Regions from separate parts of the Mus musculus genome. Here regions 1 and 2 are each linked to region 3. The links are chromatin contacts, called in public promoter capture Hi-C maps. All regions are on one chromosome and are shown on one strand. The core of a region is the stretch at or near the end of the contact, and the rest is flanking DNA. Distances in the headings are between cores, read along the strand shown.

The links. Promoter capture Hi-C pulls out the DNA fragments that hold promoters and counts their contacts.
Region 1: a contact with region 3 is called in a promoter capture Hi-C map of hippocampal neurons, with 5 times the contacts expected there. The contact joins the enhancer-like site here to the promoter of Fbxo28 in region 3. A contact is called at or near these places in 3 of 39 promoter capture datasets (the 3T3-L1 cell line, hippocampal neurons and liver) and 1 of 115 datasets of contacts at active chromatin or transcription factors (memory CD8 T cells).
Region 2: a promoter capture Hi-C map of hippocampal neurons shows a contact between it and region 3, with 4 times the contacts expected there. The contact joins the enhancer-like site here to the promoter of Fbxo28 in region 3. A contact is called at or near these places in 6 of 39 promoter capture datasets (the 3T3-L1 cell line, 3T3-L1-derived adipocytes, hippocampal neurons and 2 more).

Annotation. Positions count from the first base shown.
Region 1 is chr1:183,193,235-183,196,004 of GRCm38.p6, forward strand. All of the region lies in intron 2 of Disp1 (dispatched RND transporter family member 1), which reads right to left. Among named protein-coding and RNA genes, the nearest start is that of Disp1, 27 kb to the right of the region's middle. Within about 2 kb of position 1,252, at least 28 of the 459 cell types and tissues checked have an H3K27ac peak or open chromatin away from gene starts, as enhancers often do.
Region 2 is chr1:183,154,298-183,157,127 of GRCm38.p6, forward strand. The region is part of intron 3 of Disp1 (dispatched RND transporter family member 1); the gene reads right to left. Among named protein-coding and RNA genes, the nearest start is that of Disp1, 66 kb to the right of the region's middle. Within about 2 kb of position 1,499, at least 65 of the 459 cell types and tissues checked have an H3K27ac peak or open chromatin away from gene starts, as enhancers often do.
Region 3 is chr1:182,340,332-182,343,092 of GRCm38.p6, forward strand. It overlaps Fbxo28 (F-box protein 28), which reads right to left and starts at 1,275. Exons shown (of 5, transcript NM_175127.2): 1 at 992-1,275. The coding sequence starts at 1,258.

The sequences.
Region 1 (2,770 bases), core at 2-2,501, 850 kb after region 3:
GGTCCATGGAACTTGAAAGTCACGGACACAGTTTTACTTAGCTAACAATTTTAGCAAATCAGCTAAGCTCAGAGTTAGTTAAGGCTGGAATGTGCTGGATGAAACTAGAGTATCTTCTCATCACAGAATGTGAGAAAGTGCTCACATGTCATGAGGATGGATCAAAAGAACACAGAAGTTGGCAGAAAGGGTTAATTTTACCTGCCATGTCTGGGACAACTTGAGGGCGGATAGAAATACGGATGTAAGGCCTGACTTTCATGCAGGTCATGGGAAGCCTGCATCTCCAGATAAAGAGCGAATGCAGTAGAGTCACGAAAACTCCGTTCATAGAGTTCTTAAAATGCTGTGCTTTCATACAGCTACAAAATTCAAACAGTATGCATAAGCCATAAAAATCCTAATGGAGAGTATGTAATAACACACAGAATTAGTCACAGCAAAGTGTCTTTCCACTGTAGGTCTGCCTGTGTCCTAACAGCCTCTGAGTAGTGACTCTACTGAGACCACATGAACTAACTAACAGCCTGAAGGCACAACTATCCTCCATCAGCCAGAAACAGTCTCTCTATATTGCAAACCTGGTCACAGCTGACCCCGACCCGGGAGCCATGTGCTTCCTACCTCCTACCCTCATACGGCCTCCACCCAGCATGTTCTGTGTCTACACTGTCACCCTCTCTGCTCTAGTGTGCTGTGTCTACACTGCTACCCTCTACTCTGCCGTGCTATCTCTGGATACTGCTGTCCTGCATCAGTTCACAGAGTGGGTTGAAACTTCAATTACTGTTCAAACCCAGTCCTCTTTTTATATTCAAAGTTCATCCTTCATGACTGAAAACTAAATTTTAGCAAACTGTTGACAGAGTTCCTCTACCCACTTCACAGTATCTTAGAGGACTCACTTGGAATGACAATTATCAGTACAAATCCTGGGGTAATTGTTCCATTCTGTTCCCTCCACATGGCACAGTGCCATATCATGTATTTTTTTATATTCAGAAAAACTCAGTCTTACTCAGAAACAGCTTGGAAAGTTGGCTCATGGCCTATTTGAAACTGATACTAAAGCTTAAATACCTTCTGAGCAAAGTTATACTAACTTCAAACTACTCTGGGATCAAGCATTAAAGTATTTTTGTTTCGGTCACGACACTAATGAACAGCAAATGCTGGAATGTGTTTTAGTGGTCAAGTGCACCGAGGACTGTCTTAAAATGAAAGCTGGATCGGCTGCCCATTGCATAACGAAAGGCAGATTAGCCAGCACTGATACAGATACACTCCAAAGAGTCAATACTTCAGTGTGCAATCAAGCATAAGAAGGTTTAATTCAAAAAGCCTGCTCAATTAGCCATATTTTTTCTTAAAAAAAAAAAAAAAAAAAAAAAAAAAAAAACACCACCAAACGCCCACCTTCTAGGCTGCACTTGAAAGCCTCCTTTCTTTCACTTGTTGCACAAGGAACTCTCCCTTCACCCTGATTCCCCCATTACTATAATAAAGCTTAGGTGAGGTCACTAGGCTTAACTCTTCCCTCTCCGAAATCAGTTCACGTAGGGCAGGAGAATTGATACCAATGCGTCAGGATCCGTCCAAGTGGCAAGAACTGTGATGGACCCGTAGGAGACGGTAATGGAGTGACTCCTCTGTCGAGTCTTGCTACGCTTCCCCACTCCGTGCTGACTAGACCGGCTACGCCTCCTGTGCCCTCACCCCCATGCCAGGTGGGGCAGCCATGACTGTCAGCGCCATCTGTTTCTTCGTCATCTTTCATTCGTCTCCTTCTTGTCTTGGGATGGCCGTTTTGATTTTACCCTTTGGAGCCTTTAATGCGGACTTTTCAAAGCCCCGGGGTGTGGATGCTTTGTGTGTCACCAGTCACTGCTCACTCACTCCTGTGCGAATAGTCTTCAGCTCTTGCTTGCGCTGCTAACACTGCTCAGGGGTGGCTCATCTCCATGTTTCATTCTAGGCTCGGGGCACAGATAACTAAGAGTTTGTAAGATGTACCACATAAAACAACACAGGCCTGTAATTCTATCTACACAGAAATCTAAACGGGAAGATAGAGCTCCAGGGCTCTGTGGGCTGCAGAACAAAGTCAAGCCCAGCCTGAGCAACAGGGCAAGAGCCTGTCTCGAGATGTTTTCCACAGTCGAGGTGGGAAGGGGTGTGGCTCAGGGTAGGGTACCTGCCTGGCACACAGGAGGCTCTAAATTCAGCCCACAGTTTGGGGATGGGGATAAAGACTGACCAAGCTATTTAAAAATGACTTAGTAAAATAAATAGTGCAAATATTTGATTCTTAAAATGAAAGCTCAAAATTTATAGAGACTTGATGAGCAGTGTCCATCACCTCAGGTTCCCACACAGTTACAAGTGACCTAGTGACAGAGCACCGCTGCCTGTCTTCACGCCCTTCCCCTTGGCTCTGCTTTGTCAGTGTGGCTGGGATGCAGTGTGTGCAGTGGTGAAGCTGCATTTCTGTTTGTGTTGACCTTAGATCTGCACAGATTCCCTAACTAGTTAGAATCAAAGAGGTTTATCATGCTACTATTAGATACAAAGAGAGAGACTAAAAATCCTTTAAAGCAAACATGCTGTTCTATGTTACCATGGTATACACCTTTAAAAATACAATATGTACAAAACTCTGCCACTATCCCATGTTTTTGATCACTAATATAAAAAGCAGTTGCTATCAGCTACAACCCCAGTTCCAGGGGTTCCGACACCCTCTTCCGGCCTCCGCAGGCCTGCACACACA
Region 2 (2,830 bases), core at 249-2,748, 810 kb after region 3:
AGATTATGAAAAAACACAAGATATCCTGGAAGGGCAGTGTTGTCAGACTTAAAATTCGGGCTTGGCTGAAAGCAAACATTGATGTAAATGGACTGCACTGGCAACCAGGCTTGGACCCTGGACAGTTCAAAGGGCCCTGAATCCTTAAGGGCATGGCAGAGTCCACTCAGCAGAGCCACTTAAAACCCTGAAATGGTGTGAGTCTGCTGGCTCACACTGCTGGCCTGTCTCCCCGTCTCCCTAGTTACTCAGAGGACTAAGGCAGCAGGATCAGTGAAGTTCAGGAATTCAAAACTACTTTGTGTAAGAAAGCAATACCCCACCCCCATCTCAAAAAGAAAAACAAAATCACAATATGGAAACAAAAACCATCTCGATGTGCCATCCACCGCAGGGAAGCAGCTGTGGCCTCAGTCACTGGAAGTGACTCCATACTGAAACCCTCAGCAGGGCCTAGCTGCCTACAGTCACTCACAGTGGCAGAATTATGTTTCTCCTGAGGAGCCAGCAGTGACAGCTCCAGCTCCAGCGTTGGGAAGTGTGACTGTGACAAGGTGCTGTCCCAACCCCGCTGGGGTAACTTACCAAAGTCTGGGGCCAGGCAGAGCCTGCAGAAGGCATCTCAACCACTTCAGGAGAGAAAACAGGGCTCCTTGTTAACACATTCAGGTCCTACTCACATAACCTAGTTGGCAGTTCTAATGCCAGTGTGGGAGGAAACTCTTTCATGCGTGTAAACTCCTCAGTTACAAAACTCACACCTTAATCTTACCATGAAAATGGCCTGACATGCAGAGCAAAGCATTGGTTTAGGCACTGAATTGGTGAAGAAATGACAAAGAAGAGAGGCACCCAGACACTTTGAGTACAAAGCATAACAACAAAAACCAAGCTTACACCATTTTTAAGCTGTGTGGGCGGGTGGATGGGGTGTAGAAAACAATGTGTGGGAGTCAGTTCTCCTTCAACTATGGGGTCCTGGAGATCAAACTCGGGTATCAGGCTTGCTAGCAAGCACCTTATCTGCAGAGCATTCTCTTCAGTCCTTACACAGTTACTCATCTCGAGAAAAGTACTGCATTTCCTAGGTAGGGCACTGCATTGAAGTTCCAAGTTAAGTTGTCAACAGGGTACTGCCAAGATGACTTTTGCCTTAAAACAAAACAGCAATTCATCCAGAAGAAAGATTCATACTACAATATTAGTATTAGTACTCGTACTTTGCAAAGGCCTGTCATTGCCAGTACCTTACACAACAGGGAAATAAAGGATATAAAAATAGCTCTGAGGAGCCACAGAAATGAAGCTAGCAAGCTCTGCTTTGTTCCTAAGTTAAGGCGTGAGCTTTGTCGAGCTGCTAGTTAGTTATCTCAGTTGCTCTGCTGGTTAGTTACCTCAGTGTCCAAGGCTCCCTACGAGCTCCACTTAGTGGTCTACAGTCTCATTCCCTCAGGATGCCTCAGCGAGGAACATGATGCACCCCCCTCCCACCCCTGTGGGACCTTAGGCAATGTAATCCTCCCTCCTTCCTCTGCCAAGTGTGATGCCTTGGAATTCACATCCACACCCTGCTGGCTTTGCTGGGAGTCAGACCAGCACCAAGAATCAGGCTCAGACCTTTCCTATGGAGAAGTGCAAGCCTCAAACTTCTTACGTAGAATTAAAACACACTTCTTACTTTCACTGAAGAATTTTAACTTTGGAGGTCATCAAGATGGCTTAACAAGCCAGAAGGCCCAGCTTGGACCTCTGAAACTCCAGGAAGAAGGAGAGAAAAAGTTACTGAAAGCCCCTCAGACCTACACATACTCTGGATGTACATGTATAGACACATGCACTATGCACACACACACGCACACATGCACACACACACTGGATATGTACAAAAATGCAGACAACACATGCAGATACAAAAACATGCAAATACACACACACACACACACACACACTAACTAGTACATGGTACATATACAAATGCAGACACACACATTCACAGACAACAAATCTTTTAAAAAAATTAGAGAATTGTTAAGTATTGGAAGTAATTGTCTTTCTGTGTTAGCTGTTCATCATTTTAACAATACATGGGATGATTTAATCAATGGCATTAGCTTCCTGTCCTTTTAACAAATACCTGAGAAACCAAGCAGAGACCAAGAATACAGAGAGAATGGACTTATTTGGCAAGGGTTTCAAGGTTCGATAGGTCAACTGGTCCCACTGCTTTTGGGCCTGTGGTTAAACACAAAATCACTCACCCTATGGCTAGGGAGTAAAAGAAAGGAAAGGGCCTAGATCCCTTTTTAGGATTCCCCTTAGTTCAGAATGAACTATGAACCTGCCACTAGAATCCACTCTTAAAGTTCTACTTCCTCTCATTGGCCAAGCTAAAGACATCTATAGTCACTGTAGACAACTGGGAAAACCAACTTAGAAGCAGCACCCAAGATAACTGGAGCTTTCTCAGGGGTGAATGAATGAACTCAGTCTTTGTTACTATGTTCTTAATGACTTTGTGTCTCTTGAGACTGTTAAAAAATTGAGTTTTATAGGGCTGCTCATCACATTTCTAGATCTGAGCTGACTGGTCCCACAGTGACAAATGAGTGCCTTTTCCTTTTTTTAATTAAAGAAAAATTTTGTATGCATGCACATGTATGTGTGTGCATATATGTATGTATGTGTGTATGTATATGTATGGTGCATGATGTATGTATGTGTGTATAAACACACCAGGACATGCACACTGCAGGAGTGAGAGAACAACCTGCAGGAATCAACCTGCAGGAGACTTTCACTATGTGGAGCTTGGGGATTGAACTGGGATCGT
Region 3 (2,761 bases), core at 25-2,524:
GTCTTTGTCCTTTTATCAACAATCCCGAGCACATTTAAGTGACTACATCAAACCAGCTCACAACCACTTCAAAATGTCCACCTCCTCCAATTTCCTAACCACCTAAGGGGAAATACCCCGGTAGGAAGTGAGATATCTTCCTGAACCAAGTAATTCATCAAATCTTCGGTCAAACCTCAGGGATGTAGTAAAATTCCAATGGCAATTTTTTTTCTTTTTAAATTTTGGCTAGGACAATGTGTTATTTTTAGGGTATAATAAGTAAACCACTCCGACTGCAGGAGGGTGGGCTTGAAGCACATTTGAAAAAAAAAAGCAAACAAGCGGGAGGGGGTAATAGCTTGACAAGGGGACAAGTTGCTTCGCTATAGTAAGGAGTGTCAGGGAGGCAAAGCCAGTCAGGTCATCATCTCCCAGGGCTCTACTTTAGTGAGCAACTAAGGCTCTGGGGTTTTAAACGCACAACACAACTGCAATCTTAGAACCGCAACTGGGGCTCAAGGGGGAGCGGGGGGGGGTGGGGGGGGGACAGCCAAACCCCCTTCATCCTTTTCAAGCAGAAAGCCTGGGTTGGAGGGACAATACACACTATTCTTGCAACACAACCCAAGCCTGGCTGGGATCCTCTGCCCACTTGGGAGTGAACTCCAGAGCCCGAGCGGGCAGTCGAGGCAGGCGCCTGCCCCTTCGGGAGTCCCTGTCGCCGGTCCAGCCGGGCGGAGGGCACCAAGCCCCGCTCCGTTACTTCTCGCAGGCGGGCGCGTCCCGGGCTAGGGGCGAGGAGACCCTCGGGGCGGGGCGAGGCGCAGAGCGGAGCCTCGCCCGCCCGGCGGTCGCGATGCCAGCGCGGCAGCAGCAAGCACCCCGCCGGCCGTCGCCAGCGCCACTTCCCGGCTGCCGGGGACGCGCGCGCTCCGTGTCCCGAGCCGGCGGGGCTCCCTCCCCAGGAACGCGCCGCCCTCGCCGGTCCTCCCCAGGCCTCGGCCCTCACCAGGCGGAGCTGGCTAATTTCGTCGTAGGACATAAAGCTGAGGATGTTCTCGATGGCTACGATGGGCAGCGCCACCAGTGTGTTGTTTTGGGGCAGGTGGTCCGGTGCCAGCGCGGGCGCGGCGGGTGCCTGGGACCCGGGCGGCGGGGCCTGCGACGGGGGCGCCGGGGGCTGTCGCTGAGCGGAGCCGGCAGCCGAACAGGAGCCGCCGTCGCCGTGGCCGCCGCCTCCTTCCTCAGCCATCCGCTCCTCAGACGCCGCCGCCATCTTGGGAGTTTGATTCCTTCCTCCAATGTAAGGGGATCGGGACACTTCCTGTGCGTCACTTCCTCCTCCTGGGGGGGGGGGAGCTTAAGGAGAGGGAGGAGCTCGTGGGATGACAGCTGGAAAGAGAGGCGAGCTTTCGGTGCGTCCATCGGAAAGGAGGGAAGATAGTGCACACTTCAAGAGAGGTGGTCGTTGTAGCTCTTTAAAATCGGAGACTGCCTTGTTAGAGTGGAAACGAGCAAGGATTCCGCAAACCCTAAGAAAGGCGGTCGTCATAGTCCCTTTCATCTGATAAAAGGAACGACAATGGAGCAGTTTTCTTTAAAAGCAACTCGCCAAAGGATGATAAAAACCATATCACCTTCATAAGTTTAGACGGAAATTTGTATTTAGATCAGCATCTCCCAAGAGTCACAGTGATAATTGCAGCATATAAAAAGGAATAAAACACCGCTAGTTTAAAACTACAAGACAACAGGTAAACCCTGAAAGCACATTAATGAAATAAAAACACAGAGTCACACACCATACGACTACTTTTATGTGAAATGCCCTATGTAGGCAGGTCCATAGAGTCAGGGGCGAGAGAGAGAGAGAGAGAGAGAGAGCACAAGCGAGCTTACAACACTTGGTGCACTTCCAGAAGACCCGAGTTTGGTTTCCAGCACTAACACTGGCCTTTGGTTTCCAGCACCAACACTGGCCTTTGGTTTCCAGCACCAACAACTGGCTGGTTTACAACTGCTTAACTGAAACAGAGTGGATTCGTGGTTGGTGGAAGTTGGGAATAAGGGAAGTGTGGAAGACAACAGACAGTTAATGGGTGCATTGTTTCTCACTGGAGGAATAGCCAGTGCTCTTAACCTCTAAGCCATCTCTCCAGTACCTGAATTGTGTGCTTAAAAAAAAAAAAAAAAAAAAGACTTTTATTCTCTGTGAATCAATTTAGGTGAGAACCAATGAAAAGATGCTAAAACCAGAAGACAAGCCTGTGGTAAGGTGTAGCACGTAGTCTCAAAATAACCCACTTCTCATGTAATGCATTAATCACAAAATAAGAAAGGTATGATACAGAAATTCAGGGAACAGGCTTATAATCACATGATTAGGAGTACCACCACAAGTTGTGGGAGGAAAGATCATCACGTGCCTCTTACTAGGACGCCCCATAGGTGACCCAGCATAATGTAGTATTATTTCATGCATAAAAATACACACTCTGCATCTGAAGTAAACAAAGTCAGGTTGGACTTGGTGGTGGTTTGGGTAAGATTGTTTCCTACAAGTTCAGATATTTGAACACTCAGTTCTGAGTTGGCCTTGCGCTTTGGGGTTTCTTTGGGAGGTGGGGCCTAGCTGAAGGAGGCGTGTCACTAGTAGACAGTGATTGCTTATAGTCCCACTCAACTTCCAGTTTGCTCTCTGGTGGTTTGTGCTGGAGGGTGAAGATGTGGTCTCTCAGCTTCCAGCTCCTCCCGCCATGCTTGCCACTTCATGCTGTGT